3 separate regions of the Zea mays genome follow, and regions 2 and 3 are each linked to region 1. Evidence: chromatin contacts called from public Hi-C data. All regions are on one chromosome and are shown on one strand. The core of a region is the stretch at or near the end of the contact, and the rest is flanking DNA. Distances in the headings are between cores, read along the strand shown. Region 1 holds the start of LOC100285468. Region 2 holds the start of LOC103639728. Region 3 holds the start of LOC100276911.

What was found. Hi-C and Micro-C count contacts between places; a contact is called where the count stands out from the background.
Region 2: a Hi-C map of bundle sheath shows a contact between it and region 1, with 4 times the contacts expected there. The contact joins the promoter of LOC103639728 here to the promoter of LOC100285468 in region 1. A contact is called at or near these places in 5 of 25 Hi-C or Micro-C datasets (bundle sheath, ear, endosperm and 2 more) and 1 of 3 datasets of contacts at active chromatin or transcription factors (leaf).
Region 3: a contact with region 1 is called in a Hi-C map of ear, with 4 times the contacts expected there. The contact joins the promoter of LOC100276911 here to the promoter of LOC100285468 in region 1. A contact is called at or near these places in 7 of 25 Hi-C or Micro-C datasets (bundle sheath, ear, endosperm and 2 more).

What each region holds. Positions count from the first base shown.
Region 1 is chr1:155,556,576-155,559,985 of Zm-B73-REFERENCE-NAM-5.0, reverse strand. It overlaps LOC100285468, which reads right to left and starts at 2,116. Exons shown (of 1, transcript NM_001158361.2): 1 at 1,222-2,116. The coding sequence starts at 2,051. The coding sequence ends at 1,392. LOC100383778 reads right to left here. Exons shown (of 3, transcript NM_001359630.1): 3 at 2,632-3,410.
Region 2 is chr1:155,900,306-155,903,606 of Zm-B73-REFERENCE-NAM-5.0, reverse strand. LOC103639728 reads left to right here and starts at 1,593. Exons shown (of 6, transcript XR_004855356.1): 1 at 1,593-1,865; 2 at 1,960-2,044; 3 at 2,959-3,056.
Region 3 is chr1:155,951,476-155,955,048 of Zm-B73-REFERENCE-NAM-5.0, reverse strand. LOC100276911 reads right to left here and starts at 1,561. Exons shown (of 1, transcript NM_001150608.2): 1 at 495-1,561. The coding sequence starts at 1,342. The coding sequence ends at 839.

The DNA.
Region 1 (3,410 bases), core at 867-3,366:
ATCGTCGCGGGACCTGTTTGTTTCAGCTTTTTTGCTGATTATATCCGCCACAAGCTACCGCGGACTGCCAAACGTCCAGCTTTTCAGCCCGCTTTTATGAGAATTGCTTCCGTGAAAATCATTCAAAATCAACGTGAACACATAATCAGTCGAGTCGTCACGATAGGAGTAGAGATGGCAATGGGTACCCGCTACCCAAAACCCAGTGGGTTTTTGATCTATTAGGGTATGGGTTTAGGTCAATTTCTCTACCCATGGGTTTGTTAATGGGTCCAAATGGAAACCCAACGGATACGTGGGCATGGGTTTGTTCTTCCACTACCCATACTCGCAAACCTATGGGTTTTTAAAACCCGCCTTAAAATCAACATTCCTTATAAATATGTCTCATAATATTATTAATTGAATATGTTCTAATAAAAATAAACTTCATGTAACAAAGTTTAAGCTAAAATTAGTTATCACTTGTTCCTTTTATCTCGGCTTATTATTGTATTGATTGTCATTTATATGATGAATTATTTTTTATGTTGATGTTAGTGCGTATGGGAAACCTGTTGAGGTACCCCAAAACCTGCATGGGCATAGGTTTGGGAAAAATTTTATACCCGTCATGGGTATGGATTTTTTTAGCGGGTGCATTTTTTCGTAGGTATGAGTTTGGACAAGTAATGTCCGGCGGGTTTTTACCTATTGTTATCTCTAGATAGGATGAATATTTTACTTTCTAGATCGTAAACTCTATATACTCATTTATCATCCTTGACACGTAATCTTCATGGTACACAGATTTTCTCATAAAAATTCGTTAGAAAAAAATCGAAATAAACAAGCCTCTAGTGCACGAGGAATGAGGTTGCAGGGAAGGTGGAAGGGAGATGTGGGACCCGCACCTCTAAACGTCAATTATGGAGACAATTGGTCTAATGCTAAAGCGACTATTTTAGTGTGCGTGGAGGGGGTGGGGGGATGATTCTTCGTATCTCATGATCATATCTTATTTGCTTTGGTCTTTGACACAATTCAGCTTTGTCAAAAGTTGATGAGACATCCGCAACTTTTGCTTTCACGCTTTTTCTCCGTAGAAACAAGGTATATATGCCAAAACCTGCTACGGCACGGCCGTAAGCGTTTTCATCGTCCCCATTCCCCAACCACAACCACATTCAGATGCACCTCACTCGCGCTTCGTGGATTTTGAATGGCTCAGCCAGTTTAACATATCCGAAGACAATTATTTTGCTTCACTGCTGATTTCTAAAATAAAACCACCGGAGTACACGCGCGTCGAAGCCAAAGCTAACAAACACATGGAGCAAAAGAAAGCATGACAATTACTGTAAGGATTCAGCGGAGCCTGGAGGCGAATGGAGCTGGACGGCTCGATCTGTCTAGCTGTCGGCGAGGACGGTGCGCTCTGCTTCGCCGCCGCATGTGACGATGGTCGCCTGGCAGAAGATGACCTTGAGCTCCCCCGGGGCGCGGCAGCTCTGCGGCACGGGCTCGACGTCGGTGGGCGTGGTCCTGGTGAGCGGGCACCGGTTCTTGAAGTACTCCGGCGGGCCGCGGCACGCGGCGCCCTCGGCGGTGCGGTTCTGGGGAGGGCAGTCGCAGTTGAGGTTGATGGGGCACCCGAGCGCCGGGCACTGCCCGCCGCCGACGGCCTGCGGGCTGACCACCATGGGCACGTTGAAGCCGTCGACGAGAGACACGCTGTAGGTGGCCTGGTCCAGGTTCCCGCCGTCGTGGACGGTGACCTGCACGACGGTGGCGGGCGGCGTGGTCCCCGTCCAGCAGCCGGACGCGGCGGCGTCGCAGCCCGTGCGCGCGGCGACGCGGCCGGCCCAGAAGGTGGGCGGGAAGGAGAGGGAGAGCAGCGCGTTGGGGCCCAGCCGCGCGGTGTTGGTGGAGATGGAGGGGAAGCCCGAGCTCGGGGTCACCAGCGGCCACACCGGGTGGGGGCAGAGGTTGTGGATGGTCAGCGTGGTAGCCGTCGTAGCGCCGACGCTTGCGGCGAGGAGAACAGCGACGAAGACGAGGGCTCCGGCCATGGCCTACACAGTACTTGATAGAGCTTCTGTTAGCTCGCTATAGCCGATCGTGTAGTGAGTTTGTGATGACAAGACATCAGACAGGTCTGCCTGGCTTTTTATATATAATATAGGCGAGCATAGCGATGTGACAGCATCCATGATCCACGCTAGTGTAGTATATTGCCGGCCATGGTTTTTGATATACTCCTACAATAGCTAGGATCCACAAGCGTTGATTAATCAATCAAAAAGGTGCAAAAGAGAAAGAGGGCATAGAATTGAAGCAAGAGAACAAGTAGCATTCCCTAGCACACCTTTTCTTCTTTCCGCTTTGTTAAACCGAAGGTACTTTTATTGTGTTTTCATCTTTACTTTTATTTGATTCAATGTTTGGTATTTTTGTTGTGTTCACAAGTTTGCTTGATTTGATTCCATGTTTAGATACACGTTCAGAGAAGAGAGAACTCCCAACACCCAGCAACTTATATATGCTCTCAGCCGGAGAAGCAGGAGCCAATTATAATAAGTGGGTGGGATCTGCAGTCTGCACGGAGGTTAGTTCCAAGCGTGAAATGAAGACCATTTACATTTCACCATATTATTCTCAATTCACTTTGTTTCTTCATAAATCACAAAAGATATCACAGCCAACTCAACTGCCTCTGCCCCGGCAAAAACAACTCCAAAGACCTATAAAACTGTCTCTTCACCCGCCCAGCTCCTGATAATCCGAAATGGAGCAGCATGTATGTATATTACCAAAAACAAGATGGAAAAAAGCACAAACACCCGCTGCTCCAATAGCACCCGTAAATAAACCAATGCACGCATGAACTTGACTTACAAATAGCGTGCGGTAGCAGACCAGACAGGACAAAGTTTTGCCCTAAAATAACTCTTACAAAACAATCCGACCAAGAATGAAATGCAAAGACAATGCAAGTGGATGAAAGGAAAAGAATGCTAGGAAATTAACATCCTACTATCAGCATGGACTTGGCCACCCTGATCGATACAAAAATAATCCTGTGACAATGCGTTTGAGCCCGCTCTTGCTTACTGGAGCAGCAGCAAGCAACTGGACCTGTTGTCCCAAGTGACCATCCGACCAATGTTCAATGCATGAGATGAATGCAAGGGGAAATGATAGGCCACAGATCATACGCTTGACATGCCAAGGAAACTGGTCAGCATGTCATGCGACAATAGAAGCTCACATCTCACCTCCAATAAGAAATGAAGGTTGCAGATGCCTTTAGAAAAAGTTAGCAGACGGCCAGCTTGAACCCTCTTTTCTCGCAGAAGCAAGAAGGGCGGGTTGACACATGTAGTGATGCATGAGTTAGTGAGGACCCTCAGACTCTGCTGTAAAAATGT
Region 2 (3,301 bases), core at 344-2,843, 340 kb before region 1:
CGAGGCGACGACACTTGGCCACAACTTTTCCAAACGCTACTTTCGGCGCGTGTTAGACTTCTCTAGTAGTATTCTCTAAATTTCACGTCTAAGACTGTCTCTAGCAAGTAGTGTAAAATAAGAGACGCAAACCTATAGATGACAATGTTTAACACTGTTTGCAGAGTGAAGTTTAATATAGGGAAGGAGATAGGAGAAAAGATAGTGGATCTACCTCTCCAGTAGCGTCTCCTAAATTTCATACTCTAAAGAAATATTCTTTATTTTTTACATAACCTTCTAAAAGATTATGTCATATATCATCTCCATCTCCAATAACATCCCCCAAATTGGGTCATCTATATTAGACTCCATAAACTCTATTTTAACAATCATATTAATACAATTTGAACTTATGTATGTAACACAAAAAATATGTATATTTAATTTTTGAAATGTAATATTTTCTAAAATCACATTGTCTTGCAATTGAAAAACTATTTTCCGCAATTTAAAATCCGTTATTTCAATCGTATACTTAGAAGAACAATGCACTTCGACAATGTCGTATATATTTGTCCGTGCCAAAAAAGGTTCGTTTTGACGATGTCGTACATATGCTTAGGGGTGGATACGAGTCGATCTAGCTCGGCTTGTTGCGGCTCGATCAAAGTAACGAATCGAGCTCGCCGCGGCTCGCTTCTCTAGCGAGCTTGAAAAGTAGGATTGACCCGATCGCGAGTCAACTTGTCGAGCCAACGAACTTGACCATAAACGTTAACTCGCCTTCCAAATTATAATATAAAATTTTAGAAATAATTAAATAAACAAATTTTAAATTAGTAAAATAAATGTATTACTAATCTAATATAATGTATTACTAATCTAATATAGAAAATATATTGTGTACCGTAATCTCAAATAATATAATATAATCGTCTATTTGGTACTAACACTATTTTAACTAGGATTTTATGTAACAAATCGTTGTTAGGTTGAGCCACAAGCCAGCTTGCGAGCCACAGCGAGCCCTCGCCCTTTTCTCGAGCCATAAAACATGCTCATCTCGTGTTCGTTCTAAGAGTTGAGCTACTCTGATTAATGCAAAAGTTGGACCGTACATTAACAATCGGTTAAATAATATGTCCATACGTTAACGTGGGAGAGAGATCCGTTCGTGTATACATTTATGTGTGTTTGGTTGGAGAGTCAACTAGAATGGAACGACTCCATTTGTGTTTTTGAGAATAGAGCCATTTTATTCTGCGTTTGGCAAGCAGAATAGAACTGATCCATTTTTTGTTTGGTCGAAGAGTAAAATAGAGCGGAACCGTTCCGTTCTTTGTTTGGTTAGAGAGCTCTATGAGTGTAGATGAGAGGAGAGCAATGAGAGCGCTCGCGTCCGGTCGTTTTGGTAGAGCGGGAGCACTACAACTATTTATGGTATTTTTTCATATGAAGACTCGAGAAGTTGTTCCGCTCTTCTTCTATTGAAACCAAACATCCAGAAAATAGAATCGGAGTCGCTCCATTCTTCTACACTATTCAACCAAATGCACCCTAAGAGGCATTTCTTCCTATTAAACCGATGCAGCTCGCTCGCCAGGCGTAGCATCCACGTCGTCCAAAAAATCTTGGTCGCATGCGTCTGCTGCTACTTCACATCTTGTCCGCACACGTGGCTAGTGCTGTTTCATTTGCCTACCAACCGGTTCCTGACTTGCCGCTCTGCCTTCCAGTTCCCACGAAAAAGGAAAAAAGAAAACTCAAGAGCCCAGGCTTATCTAGAAACCTCGCTAACCCTCGAGGCCTCGAGTAGCTATGAAGCAGCGAGGCGACGACGGTGCCGACGGCGCAGCTGCTTTCGCCGGCTGCCTGGATTGCAGGTCCTCCGACCATTGCTTTTTGCGGTAAAGAGACCCTTTCCATACTATCCTTCGCTTTTCGATTGTGTCGATGTTGTAGCTTTCGTGCCGGCAGGGAGGCAACGCCGCCGCCGCCGCCGACAGTGACGACGCTGCTGCCGCCTTCGGTTTCTAACTCCTTCGATCATCGCTTTTCTGAGGTAAAGAGAGCCTTTGCATGTTTACCTTCACTTTTCCCTGATTGGCGCTTACTGTAGCTTCCGTGTCCAATTCGTTCGTCTCCTTTAGATCCGTTTTGCTATCTTTTCCCTGATCGGTGCTACTTTAGCTTCCACGTCCGATTTGTTCATCTCCTTACGATCCGTTTTGCAGTGAGCTCTCCATCATGTGCTTTCCCTTACCTTTTTCTAACATATTGCAAACCCTGAGTGGGTTTTCCCCCATAAAAATACTGCAACAAGCTCTAGCGTTACTTTTAATATGCTTCAGCCATTTGATGCTCCCCTGCCTCCACACGTGCGCTAGCACAGTTCCAATGCTACATCAAAGTAACGCTTCTTGATTACTGATAATGCCAAATCCTAGCTTTTTAGCGTTTCTTTTCTCCCCTAAAAATGAGTTCAGGGTGTAGTATTTTCCTAAAGGATGGGAGATCCATTCTCCGATACAAAAAAGTGAGTCTAAGGATGCAATATTTTCCTAAAAAAGGAAGAGTTCTTGCTAACATTTCTTATCTTGGTCTTACGAAGGAGGTATTCCTTTTTCATAAAGTCACATAATAATTATGTAATTTCATCTTATTGTATTGGCTTCTATAAGTATTTTATCCATGTTCCAGATAATATGAGCAAGCAACTTTTATAAGTCTTTAATATGTGATTTCCATGGTCATATCTCATTTAAAAGGAAAACTTCATGTATTCATATTACAAATGATAATTTAAGAGCCCTGGCAAAAGGGATAATGATTAAAACTTGAATGATCATAATTGCCATGGTTACATTGCTATGTCAATCGTGCGTTTTTTGCTTACTATTTCCCCTCTATAATTGTATGCATCTATGTGGCTATATTTTTTATGCTCTTTTTGATGCTTCCACTTTGCTTCTGTAGTTGTTTGTGTTTTGGAATCAAGGTGCACATTTGCATGAATTGGATCTTTTAGCGACCAGACCATATAGGTACATATAGTGTTAGTTCATACTACCTATGTAAGTTACTGTTACCTTTTAATTCCCCCCCATATATTGATTTGTGTGCAGTATGTGTGTGTCTACCTAATGATATGACATACAAAGCCTAAGTACATTTAACTTCGTAATTCTGAGGATTATGTTACATATGAGTCTCATAGGATATGCATGACATCTTTAATCTTGAGGATATAACTAATGAACGTAAAATCCGCTTGGTAATGCATGTGACCTCTAATGATCCTTGCAACTGCAATGTAGTT
Region 3 (3,573 bases), core at 312-2,811, 400 kb before region 1:
ATCTCAAGTAGGGGCTTCTTTGATTTTTAAGGGATTTTTATTTCCAAGAGAAAATAGTTTATTCTCCTTTAAAAATAGAAATATCTTGAAAAAATAAAGTTGCTAAATAAATACTAAACAGTTGTTTGATATGGCTGGCAGCTGGTTGTAATATATAAAGAACAGACCTTTAAAGAAGGTGGGCATCTCTAGGCTTTGATGATGGGCCGTGGGTAAAGCTCAGACTCAGGGCTTACAACTCAAGTGGGGGCCTCATTAATTTTGTTCGAGTCGGACAAATCGGACCGTCCATGTGCCCTGCCCTGCCTGCCCCCATGAGGCCATGACCGTGTGCGTTTGAACTTTTACTACAGAGACACATAGACCGATTTAGCTATATTGCCTCCGCTTCAAAACTACGGTAGCCATCTGTTAATTATTTAAAATAAACTATATTATTATTATTATTATTCAAAAATTAAAAATAGATTAAACAACAACAGACATCCATTCAATTTCCCGATGAAACAAAGCTAAATTATTGAACTCGGTGACAGACTGACAGCAGTGAACACGAACAAAGCAGACACGCATCTCGATCCTCTGCTGCCTACAATTTCAAACACATGAGACGAGACAGGACGACGACTCATGTGACACTCACGCGTGCAGTGGCTCACATCACATGCATGCGATGCGAGTGATAATACACTGGAGAGCGAGGCTACTGAGCGAAGCAAACGGCTAATCAACAACAACCTAACGACAATGGCGGTTGGACACACGACGGCGACGGCGACATGAAAGAAAGCACAACACAGGTCGCGAGATGGCGCGACGACCCCATGTCCGCATCGCATCACACGTGCGGGTTGCAGTAGATGATCTTCATCTCCTGGACGTTGCGGCAGTCGCCGCTGGGCACCTGGTGCACGGAGCAGCGGCCCTGGATGGCGCAGCCGACGGCGGGGCAGCGGCCCTGCAGCGGCGAGCCGTGCGGGGTGACGGAGACCGGGACGCGCTGGCCCGGCTGCGCGTTGGGGGCCAGGTAGAAGGAGCCGCCGTCGACGCCGACGTGGAACTCCACCTGGGCGGCGTCGGGCGCGCGCAGGCGCCCCGTCCACCAGCACACGGGGAACTCGGCGTGGCTGCGCGGGTGCAGCGTGTAGGTGCCCGCGAACAGCGGCGGGCTGTTGGCCAGCGGCTCCAGCGTCAGCGTCACGTCGTGGCTGCACAGGTTCTGCACCGTCACCTTCTTGTTCTTCACGCAGTTGTCGTGCGTCAGGTCCGCGCGCGCCAGCGCCAGCACGGCCGCCGCCGCCAGGAGGAGCAGGGCCGCCGACGAGGGCTTCGGTGACGCCATCCTCTCGCTCTCTTCTACTGTTGAAGCAAGCTGCTGGTAGTAACTTCGAGTAGTAGAGTGGGTGATTAATGTTACTGCTTGGTTCGGTTCAGCCCTTGAGGGTGTGTGGTTATTTATAACCGTGGCCCGTGCCGTGCCGGTGCCCGTGCCCGTGCCCGTGCCCGTGCGAGATGCATGGGGGTCAGGGGTTTAAAACGAGAATCCCAGTAGATGGAGCCCGTGCTGCCTGTGAGCATACTCTGATATTTACAGGCAAGCTGGCATGGCTAAAGCCATCGCTACGCTACGCTACGCTACGCTCTAGACGGATCGAGAAGGGCGTAGTGGTTTTCCTTGGTTTTGTTTTTTTGGCTTGGTGCGACATGGGTTCTCTAACCTCTGCCGTGGCCTCTGGCCTCTGGCCTCCATGAGTGAGTACATGCAGTCCAGGACCATGCATGCATGCGCTGAGACGATCCACGTGGCGGAGCTACAGTTCGAGCAAGCCTGTACAATACAATAGTACAGGATAAGGATAGGACGGTAAAAAGATAAAGGAGCTACCAGCGACTTTTCTTCACTCGTAGGCTCGTAGCCTTAGACACCTCGCAAAAAGTGGATGACCAAAAGGTAAACTGATTCCATGTATAACTTAAATGCTAATTTATAACGTTAAATTATGTTTATTAAAAAGATTGTTTAAATATCCTATATTAGTTGGCTAAAAAATTATCGGTGAAATTAACTAGCTAACAAATAGTTACCTAATTATTAACTAATTTAATAAAATAGCTAATAATTGAACTATTAGCTAGAGTGTTTGGATGTCTTTAGAGCATCTCCAAGAGTTTTTCAGAAGTCTCTCCTAAATCAAGTTTTTTTTTGAAAAAACAAAAAAACGTGTCTCTAACAGTTTCCCTTGAACGCTCCCAAATTTTTCATAGCCCTTAAAACTCCCTCATTTGTAGCTACAAATGAGGGGTTTTTTGACTACCCAGAAACAAGCTGCCAATTTCTAGGGAACTCTTGAAGATCTCTTAGCTAATTTTAACTACTAACTATTATCTTTAGTGTATTCAAACATCACATAAATCCGGCTATGTTTAGTTACTTTAGTCACTAGACTAAACTTTAGAAACTGGTATTATTTATGTTAAAACTTGTTATTAAGTGTAATTTATTATTGTTTTTATTTACGCTATATTTCGTAAAACAAATGTGCCTCCCCGGTTGACGAGTAGCTCGTTCAATCATAGCTGCTTATTGACGAGTAGTAACGTTAACGTTCTGCGCCTCAAAGTTCATTTCAAACTTGTGCGGCATATATATTGTCCATGTACAAATACTATATAGCTACTCTCTAGGGTTAGCCCTAATACATAATTATTACTTCTAACATGGTATCATCAGCCTAGGTTTTCCTCCCTCCCCTACAGCCGTCGTCGCCTCCCTCTCCCCTACAGCCGCCGCCGTCGCCGCTCCTCACCATGGCTGGCGAGCAGCCTCCTCTCTCCCCCTCCACCTTCCCTCCCCTCTCCTCCTGGGCGTGGGCTGCCTCCCCTGGCTGCCGCTGCCTCTCCTGGCCGCGCGACCTCTCCTGGCCGCGCCGGCAGTGGTGCTGCCGCCGCCGCCGTGGGGGCCGCGCGGGCCCTGCCGCTGCTGCGGTCGCCGTGGGTGGGCGTGCCCCCCTGGCCCCTCCCTATCCCCTCTTAGCTGTCGTCGCTGCCTCCCCTGCGGGTGCGCAGGCTCTGGTGGCAGGGGCGTGGGGGTCCGTTCCCACCTCCCCTGCGCTCGGGCCGGCGTGGGGGGCAGGGCCCACCGACGCCGGTGGGGCCCTCACCGCTGCGGGCACCGCCTCTGCCCTTGCGGCTGTGGCGGATGCGGTTCCCGCAGGTGTTGCCGGTCCAGAGGATCCTCCCCCACCAATCCTCCTGTCGCTGGTCGTCGATCCACATCCTGTCGTCGATCAGCCGCCTCCTCCACTGGTCACCCACCAGGGATACACCGTCGCCGCCCTCACCGCTGCCCGTGCGGAGCACGCGGCGCGACAGGCCCGTTTGCGGGAAGCGGCCCTCGTGTGGGAGCTTGAGCGCGAGGCCGCCGACGCTATCGCTGCTCAGATTGCCGCGACGGAACAGATCCTCACCTCGCCTGCGGGCCATGACGGCGGGGCCACCTCCTCTGACACCATGGGCGGCATGTACGGCGTTCCGACCGCATCGACCGTTGGAACTAGGCCCTGCACCATCCCC